Regions from separate parts of the Mus musculus genome. Here region 2 is linked to region 1. A link is a contact called in public Hi-C data. All regions are on one chromosome and are shown on one strand. The core of a region is the stretch at or near the end of the contact, and the rest is flanking DNA. Distances in the headings are between cores, read along the strand shown. Region 1 holds the start of Ptpn4 (protein tyrosine phosphatase, non-receptor type 4). Region 2 overlaps 3110009E18Rik (RIKEN cDNA 3110009E18 gene).

Evidence for each region. A called contact is a pair of places that touch in the nucleus more often than the background predicts.
Region 2: a contact with region 1 is called in a Hi-C map of the N1E-115 cell line, with 2.9 times the contacts expected there. The contact joins the enhancer-like site here to the promoter of Ptpn4 in region 1. A contact is called at or near these places in 2 of 484 Hi-C or Micro-C datasets (the HL-1 cell line and the N1E-115 cell line) and 1 of 115 datasets of contacts at active chromatin or transcription factors (pancreatic cancer cells).

The regions. Positions count from the first base shown.
Region 1 is chr1:119,834,030-119,840,849 of GRCm38.p6, reverse strand. It overlaps Ptpn4 (protein tyrosine phosphatase, non-receptor type 4), which reads left to right and starts at 3,779. Exons shown (of 27, transcript NM_019933.2): 1 at 3,779-3,948.
Region 2 is chr1:120,138,565-120,145,384 of GRCm38.p6, reverse strand. All of the region lies in intron 1 of 3110009E18Rik (RIKEN cDNA 3110009E18 gene), which reads right to left. Among named protein-coding and RNA genes, the nearest start is that of 3110009E18Rik, 21 kb to the right of the region's middle. Within about 2 kb of position 2,649, at least 18 of the 459 cell types and tissues checked have an H3K27ac peak or open chromatin away from gene starts, as enhancers often do. A contact at or near this core is called in the N1E-115 cell line, where this site is marked.

The sequences.
Region 1 (6,820 bases), core at 2,530-5,029:
CCATAAGTGTATGTTTGTGCACATGTGTGCTGTGATGTGCACGTCTTGTGGCAAGTCTGTGGATGTCAGATGACAACTTTCAGGAATCAGTTCTTTCCTTTCACCATGTGGGGTCCTGGGATTGGACTCAGGTCATTACGTTTGGTTGCAAGTGTTGAGCCATCTTTGCCAGCCTAGAACCTGCATTTTAAACAAGATGTCCAGGTGATAGATATACAGATTAAAATTTGAGAAGCAGGCTGGAGAGATGGCTTAGTGGTTAAGAGCACTGACTGCTCTTCGGAAGGTCCTGAGTTCAAATCCCAGCAACCACATGGTGGCTCACAACCATCCGTAATGAGATTTGACGCCCTCTTCTGGTGCGTCCGAAGACAGCTCAGTGTACTTACATATAATAATTAAATAAATCTTTAGGTCAGGGATCAGAAGGAGTGAACTTGACTGGAGTGAACAGAGGTCCTGAATTAAAAACTCCCAGCAACCACATAATGGCTCACAACCATCAGTACAGCTACAGTGTACTCATATACATAAAATAAATAAGTAAATAAATCTTTAAAAAGAAATTTGAGAAGCATGAACATATTTCCCAGTTCATTCTTCATTGAGCAAATATGAAGATGTGGCATGGTCTAAAGTTTTTTTTTTTTTTTTTTTTGAGAGTCTCAAACTCATCACGTAGTGAGAATCACTTCTTTGAATTTCTGATCCTCCTGCTTCAATGTCTTGAGTGCTAGAATTTCACACATGGGTCATTATGTGGGGTCTTATGCTCTCCTAAAGATTTAACCCAGGGTTTGACGCACTTAAAGCAAGCATCCTACTATCTGAGCCACACAGCCTGTAAAGCAACCGTCCCCCTCCACTTCCTCTCTTAGACAATTCCTTGCTCCTTCTTTTTCAGGGATGCAGGAAGGTAGGTGTAAGATGAACATAGAATTTTCTAGGGATGACAGTGAATGCTGGTACGTTAAAGGGCCCATCTCCGTGATTTCCACTATGAAGGCTCTGTTTGGGAAGTTACTCTGTTTACGTGAAATATGCAGAGTAGGCCAACACATAGAGACAGGAAATAGATTATGACTTGGTAAAGGACTGGGGAGGAGAAAATAGAGAATGACCAGCAGGCAGGGGATGTCTTTTGGGCATTAGTGATGATTAGTAGTGACAGTCTTGAGGTAGAGTCAGGGCTGATGGTGGCACAGCTGTGAATGGCTCACCATGCCTGGCTTTTTACATGTGCTCTGGGGAATCCGAACACAGGTCCTTGTGCTTGCTCAGCAAGACGTTTACTGACTGACTTTTCTTGCCAGACTCTACTTCAGGTATTTTCTTGAAACCCTACTCACCTGTGATTCAAAGGTTTTGTTCTTTCCCTGCCTTTATTTCCCCCTGCTAGGCAATGTCCTCAGGCATTCTGAGGGCTGCAGAGATGACTAAGAGGCTTTGCCTTAGGTAATAGCAGTGATCAAATCACGGACTATCAGCAATACCCACACAGGGCTGAGGATTGTGTAGTAAGACGAACATTGTGAAAAGCACTAAAGGGATGTTTAAACCTAGAGCCATCTGTGTTGCAGAAGGAAGAAATCATTACTTGGTGCTTGACTCTGGCGAATTCTCTTTGAACTTTTGTTCAAGGACGAATGAATGCTGACCCAGGTGAGATAAGAAGCATTTTAGCAATGCCACAAACAAAGGATTTCAAAACGGAGAGCTGGAGGAAAGAATACAGACTTAGGGAAGAACGAGTGAGCACCGCCTGGAGCTGTCCTGTCTCACTTGGGTTCTGAGACAGGGTATCATGGAGCACAGGCTGGCCTGAGACTTTCTGTGTAGTTAAGGATGTTCTTGAACTCTTAATCCTCCTGCCTCAGCCTCCTATGTGGTCAAGTGTCCATCACCAGCTGGACAAGAAAGAGTAGGAGCAGAATGAGAATGAGAAGAAATTAATTTAAATTATTGTCTTCCACAGTTTTGAACAGATTTTCCTTATCGGTAAAATCATTTTGTCAACATGGAGAAAAGCAGCTTTGTAGCATGTGGGTGTTGGGCACTGAGGACCTTGTACATATACTGGGCAAGTGCTCTCTCCTGAGGCCTTTGAACAAACCAACTATTTATATATCTATCTATTTATCTATTTTGGTTTTTCAAGACAAGGCTTCTCTGTCTAGCCTTGGCTGTCCTGGAACTTGCTCTGTATATCAAGTTGGCCTGGAACTCACAGAAATCCACCTTCCCCTGCCTCCCAAATGGCAGAATTAAAGGCATTCATCACTACCACCAGGAAAAACATTTTTTATAAATAAGGTCTCTAGTGACAGAGATTGAGATTAAGATCTAACAAGAACCCTGGCCACAGAAAAGGGCACCCCCCCCACCCCCAAGTGGGTAAAAACGTCAAGGACTTTTGAGGTGGGTCAAAGGATAAAGGAAAGGAATTGGCTGCCAAGTCTGGCTCAATCCTTGCGACCCACATAGGATTACCAACTCTCAAACCTTGTCCTCTGATAGACAGACAGACACACAGACAGATGGACACACATATTTTAGGTGTATACAAAATAAAGAAATGTAAAACAAACAAACAAACAAACAAAAACGAAAAACAAGCAAAGAGGAAATGTGAGGGTCCTCCCAACTTACCCTTCCTTCATTTGATCCTAGTTGAGGTCACCTATTCTATAGGAATGTTCTATCATCATCAAGTTTGTATTACCCAGAAAATATTAAGGGTATACCCTCCTCAAGGTCATGGCATGATAATACCAACCCTCATTCTTAAAATGATTGAACGACTTTGATTTAAAAAGCAGTGTTCCTTGCACACAGAAAGCACCTATCCTTTGTTTTATCCATGAAACGTCTTTTGCTTAGGCTTTGTTTTCAAGGGCCTTATGTTTAGGAGAACTGATTGAAAACTGCACTTCAAAGCCTATACCCTCTATTAGCACTTAGTTGGGACAACCTGATGCCAGGAGGTCGAGTTTCCCCACTCTGTGCTATTGCCCCTCTTTTGTGTCCCTAGAGTCCGTCAGTAAGTACATCTTAGAAGAGGGAGGAGGGGCAGAACTGACAGTCAAGGAACCAATCGCTGCCTGGCGATGGGGTGTGGACACAGAGCCACGCCCTCCCCTCCCAACCCGCTAAATCCCGTCTCTCTCGCACCTGTGAGTACCAGTGCTTCTAGGCAGGCGCCCGCGCTCCGAAACCGGGTAGGAGGCGGGAAGGAGGCGGAGCAGAGGGCGTGGCTTCACCTCTCGCGAGACCGCCTCCTGTTGCCGAGGCCGCCGTTCCGGGGCTCTGACTGGTCGGGGGCTGCGCAGCCGCCATGTTCGGTTGCTATGCTGCGGCCTCGGAGACGGGGTGTGCTTGAGAGAGGAGGAGGAGACGGAGGAGGCGGTGGAGGCGAGGGAGGAGGAGGAAGGAGAGGAGGAGGAGAAGGAGGAGGAGGGTGACCGAGGCTCTCCTTTGCACTCTCACACAGAGCCGCCTCCCTGGAGTCACCCGCCGCTTCACGCCGCGCGCGCTTCCCTGCTCCGCGGACGCGACATTGTTCTTTTAAGACTCCCGGGAGCTGTCAGAAATCGGGGCTCCGGGACTTGAAAGAGACTTGACTTCGGCCCGCAGCTTGCGGGGACCGCGGCACTTTCGGGGCGCGTGTGAAGGGATTAGCTCATCTCGCCGCGAGGTGCGAGCGCGCGCCTCCCCGCGCACGCCAGCCCCGCCGCAGCCCCGCAGGATGACGGGGTGCAGGCGGCCCGCGGCCGTGGCGCGGCCGCTGTGGCGGCGGCTGTTCTCGGGACGCTGAGGGCGAGCACCTCGACGCGGACCACGCGCTTCTTTCACCCGGCCGCGAGCCCGGGGCCTCCTGCCTTTTTGTATTTGGATTCCCCCCCCCCCCCCCCTTTCTCCAGCCGGGAGGACGCGGCTGTGATAACGAAGGTAAGAGAGGCGCTTGGGGCGGTCCTTCGCTCGGCCTGTTTGGGCCCCCTTTGCAGGTCGTGGGCGCGCACCTGAAGCTCGCCGAGCCGGGCGGCCAGACTACCCGATCGACTTCCCTTTTCTTAGTGGGTCGGAGCACTCGAATCTTCCTGGGGTTTATAGTTGAAATCTGCTAGGGATGAGTGCACGGGAGAAGGGGTGGAATAGATGCGGAGATGAAATGTTCCTAAACTCAAGGTAAGGCTGGAGAATCTTCAGTATTTCATTTGTGGGATTCTTTTTTCTAATTGTTAATGTTAGGTTAATTGACTCATATAAGCATCTTTATTTTTTTTCCGCACGCGGTAGGAACACACGCTATCTTCCATTGAACTTGAAAGTCTCTTGTGACTTGCTAGTATTATACTTGCTTTTAGGAATCAGTAGTTGGGCCCAAAAAGTTGAGATGTAGAACATCTGAACTTAGATTTTTCATGCTGCTTTGGAATCGTCCCTACCTTCATGATGTTTAGATTCAGCGTGAGTATGTAGTCAAGAACAGATCGGTGTTTGTGGGGTTTTGTAAAATGTTAAGCACAGTCATTTGTGGCTTTCTGGCTTTACATTTTTGTTTCGGTGTCAATGTTTGTTTTATAGTTACTTACAGGAAAAATGGAGCGTATGATTATCCTTTGTGGACAGGAACTGTGCTTACCAAAGCGTAGACACCTCAATTGTCCCAGGACGATTTCTGGAAATCAGTTCAATCAGAGATTCAAGAAAAGCTAGATGTGTGTGTGTGTGTGTGTGTGTGTGTGTGTGTGTGTGTGTGTGTGTAGGTAGTTAAATGCATGTATGGATGCATTTGCTGGGGTTTCTAAAGTAATGGAACAATTTACAGTTTCAATGATAATCCATATCGATGTTTCCCTGAAACTTATGTCAGAGACTTTATGTTTGGCTTTGCATCACAGAGTGACATCAGTGTGGACAAGGACTACGTAGGGGGTTTTAAAAACTGCCTGTTCCAGGAGGACTAGTCATACCTAACTTTTGGAATAAGCAATTCAAGAAATACTGAGTGTGTGACCAGATCTTGGGTCCAGATGAAATAACACAGTTATTTGGTCACATTTAAAAGATGGCTGTGGAGGAAAAACAAGAAAAGCTAATGTATCTGACTTGTAAAGTCAGACTAGAAGACTGGAAGGGCAAATATGGCAGCCTTTTGAGAACCCTGGGTTTGTGAACAAACATAAGTGTGTCAAAGGGGAAAACTTGTTTTCCAAAACGGGAGGGATGACCTTAAACAATTATTCAGAGTACCTAGTAGACTATAACCTAGATATATTATTTAAATCTTGAATTTGAGGATTACAAATTTAATACTCTTTTAAAGAAAAAGCCAGTTTACAAGGAGAAGCTTATGAGCTGTCTAGAACCATTTTATTCACTCATACGATCAGTCATGCCACCTTTTTTGTCAGAATACATTTCTGCTCCAATTAACACAGAAGCTATTTTTGTGTCTCTTCACATTTTTATGGCATTCTTATCTTTGTTCATATTTTGTCATAGCACATGTGCATGAATGTGATCTTGATTTCTAAGATCTACGTAGTTATGTTTGTATGTGTACATGAGTACATGACAGTGTTTTGTATTTACCTGCTCCTTAAACATTTGCTAAAAAGATTGTTTTAAACACAAGGAATCATCACTGGTTTAATAGTTTTTCTTAATACTGAGTTGGTTACAGTTTGTTAAGGTAGAAGATCAGAGATTCCTCAAAAGTAGTAACAGATGATTGAATATACTCACTTGGTTCTCATCTTGGGTTCCTAATGGCTTCTAGGTGGTGGTAAATTGTGTCAAGTCTTCTCTCCTCCCCCACCATGTCCTAATTTAGTAGCTTTAAAACGTTCCTAGTAACATTGTTGCTTTAAATTTATGACACTAATTTCTAATTTAAGCTAGGCATAACACCAGCATCTATTGAACACATTTGCTAAAAATACTTTCTGGGTCGGATGTACTTAGAATGCAGCCTCAGGAAGATTCACTTGAACGGTTCTAGTGTGACCAGTTGTGGATATTATTTTTAAAAGAACTTTAATAAAATTATAGAATCTTATTAATAAGATTTTTATCAGTTTAGGCATAGGTGCCACCTTTTTAGTATATAAAATGAGACAGTAATAAATTTTTGTGTGATAGCAATAGAAACTTTTTTCAGATTTTAAGAAAACTTATGTGAACTCTGTTGATTCTTAAGTACTCTGGTTTGTATACCTGAAATGTTTTAATTTTATGTATTGCAAATAGAGTTCTAAAATGATGTATAGTGTGGATTATTTATTTAGTATATATGGCCTTTCCTTAACTCTGAAAGGGAGACCAGTAGTTAGGTTTTTGAGTGAATTATCTTTAAGGAGCAAAATACGAATTAGATAATTTAAAGGAGATGCTTACTGAGAGCACTTCTTTCCTCCTCTGAGAGTTTTTTTTGTTTAAAAGCAAGAAACCTTAAAAAACATGTAGGAGTCTAGTCTTGTTTGGTAGATGTTTAAGGGCAAATGGTTTAAAGGTCTGTTTGAATTTTTTTCATACTAGGAATGCAAAATTTGTGAATTTGTTAGGAATGTAAGTCTATGCATTATGAATTAATGTAGCTAAATAGACATTGTTACTCATCAATGAAATTTGCTTATTGATAGAAATATACTGGTTTACAAACTGAGCTGAGTTTTGGTATTTTTTTCTGGATTTTTGCATGTAACAAAGTTTTTAAATGATACAGTTCAAAAATGTTAAATTTACTGGCTCAGTAGAAGCCTTAAAGATTAATTTCTGGAAGTTGGATTTTTTTGAGGGGAAGAGGCCAGTAAAGTAC
Region 2 (6,820 bases), core at 1,400-3,899, 310 kb before region 1:
ATGTAGCTCAGACTCAGGGTTTGTAGCAAGTACTTTATGTTGGGGGACATTGTGGTATGTCTCTGTATATTCAATTGTTGCTTCTGCACCAGAGGAGGTAAATGGCAGCAGGCTTCTGGTATTGCTATGTCTGTGGCCCATTAGCGGGCTTTCTCTTTTGTAAGTATTCATTCTTCTTCATCTGCCTAAGGCAGCCTAGAATTGGGTCTGATTGGCTGTAATGAGAGAGACACTGAGAAAAGAAATGAGAAGAGGAGACTCAGACAGGTGACACAGAGGTGAACGGACTGACTAGAGTGGAGCAGAGAGGTAGAACTAGCCACGTGATGGGGCAAAGTTAGTCAAGTTTAAACTAGCTAGGGGCCTACCCTAGCTAAAGGCCTAAGCTATAAAATAATAAAAAGGTCTCTGAGTTGTTATTTATATTGCAGATGTGTCCACTGTAACTCCCACTGTACCTTTACCCATTGACAATCCAGCACGTGCTCTAATTCTTGACTGCAATATTATTTATACTTATCTATACATGTGATAAAACTGCATAAAATAAATGCATGCACACATAGACATGTACACGGGGACACACACACAAATGCATGTAAAATTCGTGAAATCTGAACGGAAAACTGAAACCATGGATTGTGCCTACAGCAGCTGTCTAGCCATGAAGACAGACGATGCTCAGGCCAGGTACCACCAGGGTTCTACTGGGTGAGAGAGACAAATACTCTTCTCTGCATCATTTCTTATGATCTTGTCTAAAACTACAACTATTTCAAAATAAAAATGTTTCTAAATGTGTCACTGCGACAAGTCTGATGGAATTATGAGTGGAGGGGAACGCACTGAGTTAGAGCACTAAAGCCATGACGTACGAGACTGGCAGAGACCTTAGAACAGTGACACCAATGCAGCCACCAGCTGACTGCACCTAACTGCACCTGCAAACCATGACGACTGCATCAAGTCCAGATCTTCCAGTGGATCAGATGCTAAGAAAGTCTACTGGAAGAGTCACCTGGTTTCCTCAGCAAGCTCCCCAGAAATAAAGAAGGTGGTCTAGGGAGATTGCGCCTAGAGGTTGTCCTCTGACCTCCACATGCACACAATGGCAACCAGGTATGCCACTGCACCCATACACATGAGCACACACATGCAGACAGACATCATACACACAAAGAAAAAGTATATTAAGAGGGACAGTCATGTATCTAGACTAGTTTGGTTCAGACATGGGTGTGTCCCTTGAGGCTGCAGAAACTTGACCCCAGAACAGCGTAGGGAAGGGCTGTGGGACCTTCCAAAGGTAGGCACCTTGTATGGAGATTGAACTCAATAGCAGAGCACAAATTCAGAAGGCGGGGGGGGGGGGGGGGCTCAAGTGCTTATATTAAAATCCATAGCATTCAGTAGTTGGGGCTCAAGAATCAGGTCACATGACTAGTAGGTGTCTGACCCTGTCTGCGTGGTACTGAAAGCCCACTCGTGCCAGCCTGGACGTCTTCACCATAGCAACAGACTTCATGCATCCTTACAGTCACAATGACAGCTCACGCTTCCCACACTGTCACCAAGTTTGTGCCACACCCTTCTACTGTATGTCTCTTTACCCTCCAACCACAGGACCACTCAAGAAGCAGGTCAGAGCCTCCCTTCTGCAGGATAGCTCCAATGTCAGTGCCTCCTCCCTCAGCCTGAGCCCGGCCCTATCTCTCAGGTTGGAGGGTTCATACAAGAAAGCACCCTACATGCTTTCTTTCTTCTAGGGCCATCGACTTGGGCCACGTGAGGTATGTTGGGGGCATCAGGAACATTTGCTGGCAGGCAGGCAGGGCTGAGAATGTCCTGCACTCCCCAGGACACACCGGCAAAGCAGTCCTGCAACATGGCCATAGGGCCACAGGAGAGGTACGCAAGCTGAGAGTGGTACACAGCCTGCCTGGCAGGCATAAGGCTGGATCCCCAGCATCCCAAAGCCATCAGAGAGGGAGGACGGATAGGAGGGAAAGAGGGAAGGAATAAAGAAGCAAGGGGGAGTCAAGGAAGGAAGGACACACAGGGAGGGAGGAAAGAAGGAAGAGGATGGGGGAGAGGGAGGAAAGGAAGACAAGGGGGACATATGAAAGGAAGAGAAAAAGGGAAGAGAGGATGGAGAGGAGAGAGGACAGGAGGGAAGGGAAGATGGAAGGAGATATAAAGAAAACCTTACTGTTTCCCAACCAAAAAACAGCAACTCAATATCTCTGTATTACATGCAGTTCTGCTGAAAGTAGACTGTTCACACCCTAACATAGACACCATTGGGTAGGGCTTTGAAAAGCGAGAGTGCCCGAGGCTTAGGAAGGTCTTTAAACTTGGGCATCTATAAAACCTGTTCCGGCTGGTGCCTGCTGGAGCACCTGGTTCCCTGGTAGCCACATCAATGCAGCCGAGATACTCAACAACCCCTCAAAGGTCCTCCCTAGGAACCGAGAGCCACACTGGCCCAGGCACAAGCATGTTTAGGGGCTTGGAGTCAGCAAGCAGGCTTACAGCCTCCAGTTGCCAGACTGAGAGACATTCAGGAGCCAAGGAGCATGGGTGCAGGTTGCCACAACACTTCAGGCCCGTGAAGCGTCCCAAGCTGGCACCTCTCAGCTTGGCAGAGTTCCCAGCCAGACAGCTAGAAACCCAGCAAGGCTGGCTCCTGAGGCGAGACAAAAGGCACAGCCTGATGTCCTCATGGACATGGAAAACACATGTTCACATAACACTGGGTTGTGGGCTTCAGACCGATCTCTATCAGCTTAGGAAAAGCATGTAACTGCAGTTGATTCTGGCTATTCATGGTAGTCTGTGTCTACGAAGTTGGCTGTCAAAATTACCATCACGAACCACTGCTAAGACAAGCACGGAGTCAGGTTACCAGAAGCCTCTGGTCCTGGCAGTTTTGTCAGTTAATCAAGACATAAACTGTCATGTTCTGTCATGTATGTTTGTAAAATTGAATTCACAGATGACAACACTGTGTATAGAAAAAGCTGCCTACCACACCACACAAGTTAGCTCTGTAAGATGTACAGGGCCTTCTCATACTTAGGAACACTCAGTGATCCAGAGCTATGCCTGGGGTTATTACATATAACAAAAGATGGGGCCAGGGGATTGGCTCTGCTGGTTAAAGGCACTTGCTGTGAACGTCTGATGACCCAAGATCAATCCTGGAACCTAAGTGCAGATGAAATGGATTCCACAAAGTTGTTCTCTGTCACGTGCACGCTGTGACGCTTTCATGCCCCTCACACCCATAATACTAACTTTTTAAAAATTAAAAAAAAAAAAAAGTAAAAGATGGGAATGGGGAGATGGTTCCCTTGGTAAAGTGCTTGCCTCTTAATAAGCATGAGAATCTACATGAAAAGACAGCACAGGGGCTCATCCCAGTGATCATTTGCAAGTAAAGCTCTGTGGACAAAGGGTGTCCTGTGGGACGCACTGTGACATACACAGCTTCCAATGACGAGATTTTTAAAAAATTCTATCTTATTTTATTTTCTTTGTGGGGGGGGACTTGCAAGGGCAAAGGGCAGATATGAAGGGACAGGGAGATGAGTGGGATTGGAGAGCAGGATGTGAAACTCATAAAGAATCAATAAACATGGTTTTTAAAGCCCTTACCACTGAGTATGATGTTAGTTTTATTCTATGATCCCACACAGAAGGAAAAGCCAACTCTTGCAAATTATGTTCTGACCTCCATCATGTACTCTAACATATACACACATTCACACACATACACACATATATACATACACACACATACATACACATACATACAAGCACATGCACACACAAACACACATATACACACACACACATACATACTCACATATACACACACACATATATATACACACACATACACACGCAAGCACATACATGTCAGAGACCATACCGTGAGAAAGCGAGCTTTTCACTGTCTCCCACCCTGATAGGCCAAATGGCCTCGTGCTAGGAGCTGGTTATCACTCCCTCCTCCCTGTTCCCTTCCTGGCACCTGAGGCTGTAATAGCTGAATTATAGTCCCCTCTTCCCTATCTCTTCCTGACTCTCATGACTTCCAAGGACATAAGTTACACCTGAGCCCGGCCTGACACCCCAAGGCTGTTGAGGAGGATCTATGTACTGGAGATAAGATGCAGAGTGCCCGCCTGACTTCGGCCCTCATGTCAGCAGATTCCCGCTTCTTTGTTCTTTGTAAAATTCCCCCTCGACCCCTCCATATTCCCCACGATGTATGCTTTAAAATAAGGCACCTCAGCATATAAACGGAGACCTTGATAGGTACAATCTACTTGGTCTCCAGCTTCTTCTCTTCCAATCCCATTTCCTTCCAGGTTTGCGGTTCCCCTCGCAGCCACAAATAACTGAATCCTGCGGGACGGGATACATACACACACACACACATACACACACATATAATTTTTAAATTAGAAAAACAAAAACAGTTGTGGCTGGGGATGCTGCCAAACCTACTGCCCTGAGTCTGACTCTTGAGAGCCACAGTGAAAGAAGAGAACCAATCCCCTCAGGTGTCCTTGGTCCCTCACAATGTGCTATGGCACATGCACTAATTCACTAATCGATGTGATTTTAAAAGTTAATGAGTCACTTTAGAAGTAATTCTTTAAAAGAGTGAAAAGGGAGGGAGGGAGGGAAGGAGGGAGGGAGGGAGGGAGGGAGGGAGGGAGGGAGGGAGGGAAGGAGGGAGGGAGGGAGGGAAGGAGGGAGGGAGGGAGGAAGGAAGGAAGGAAGGTAGGTAGGTTGGTTTGCCGCCCAGTATACCAGTACATGCCTATAGTCCCAGTGACAAGATGGTAGGCAGAGATAGGCGGATCCTAGAAGCTTAAAGGAGAACTAGCCTAGCCTACTTGGCAAAGTTCCAGGTTATTAAGAGACTTTGGCCAAGAAAAAAGGGGGGTGCAGGAAAGGGATGGAACCAGAGGAGTGACATTCAAGGTTGCCCTTTGACCTCCAAACATGCAAAGCACACACGCACGTGCAGACACACATTAAATAGATTATAAACTGGGTGCCTGTTCAGCTGAGGATCTGAACTGAGAAGACAAAGGGTCACCCTGTCAGACCTGAGCTGCGCTTGTGAGCACTGCATGACTTATGCTTTACCTTGCTCTGTAAGAGCCAAACGTGAGCGGAGGAAGCACTTTAGGCATGGCTCTCTGCTTGGGTCGCCAGTAACGACGACGAGTGAGCACCGGAATCAGCCCGGGACTGACCACCTGACCACCGGCTGCACACCAACCCTCTGCAAACTGTTCTGCTTGCCTTCTGAGACAGGGTCTTGCTATACTGCTGGGGCTGATCGTGAATCTGGGCTCCAGTGATCCTTCTGCCTCAGCTTCCCTGGGACATAACACCATGGCTAGCATCACCTTCCAATGTCTGATGCGAGTATATTTCCAGCCTCTAAGATGATAGAATCAGAAATACAGAATGGAAGACAATCTTGGCTAGCTACTCGTCTGACAGAAGATCAGTGTCCAGAATATATAAAGACCCAAAATATTAAACACCAGAAGAACAAAAAATCCAATCAATAAATGAACGGGCAAATGAACTAAACACAAATCAAACCAAACTCCACTGAGAGAACATCTTCATCTCTGTCAGAGTGGCTGTCATCACACACACACACACACACACACACACACACACACACCACATATACACATACAAACACGCACATGTTGGTGAGGATGTAAAGACATTGCAGTCCAGCCATGTTAATCAGAATGGAAAATTCCCAAAACAAACCCCAAACACCTTAGCACTGTCACATGAGCCAGCTATCCCCGTGCTGGGCAACAACTCGAGAAAACCACAGTCACCTACAATCCAGACACTCACACACACAGCTTACTGAAGCACCATTCACATCAGTGAATTACAGAATCAGCCATGGAGTGTGTGTGTGTGTGTGTGTGTGTGTGTGTGTGTGTGTGTGTTTGTGTGTGAGTCTGATGTGGTGGTGGGGTTCTATATGCCTGTGGTGTGTGTGTATGTGATTTAGCCACAAAAGAGTAACAGTATATCTTTTGTAGGAATATGGAGCCAATGGAAAATACTGTGTCAAGCAAGATAAAGGCGGGCTTGGAAAGACAAACATTCTGTTTCTCTCACGCAGAATCTACGTGGGAGAAGAATAAGGAGCTGAGGGGAAGGGAGTCTATTCAGGGAGGTGAGGAAGAAAAGGGAGACCAGCAGGTGGGTGAGGAGAGGAGGGGGATAAAAGCATGAATGTCCCCAGGGAGCCCATTATCCTACACAATCCTTTCAAAGGGAGAAAAAAATTATCACAAGTTTTAAGTGTAGGAAAAGCATTCAAACAAAACCAGTAGCGACAGGAGACTTTACAGCTACCAGCAAGACTGACCTCCCTCTGTGCCACAGACAGGTGTCCGACAACTGTCTTCTTTAAGCACCTTCCTTTACTCTCCCTTTTTAAGGCAGCATACAAAGTAACAGATTTCCTAATGACACACTTCATACTCCATACTTCATGTCATGTACTGCTTTTATGCACCTGCCTGCTCCCGTGCCCTCCCCCTCCCCCGCACCCCCCCCCCACTGCGCCCTCCCTCCTATCTAGCAGCTCCCCCTCAGCTTCCATGTCCCAAGCATTCTCTTCCTGCTTTTCCTCTTTCCCCTCCCTTTAGATCTCTTCCTCCCCTTGCTTGGCCCCCTTTCTATGCCCCTCACACGCACACACACTCACACACGCACACTTTAGAGTCAGTGTATAAGGGAAAAACACAAAGTA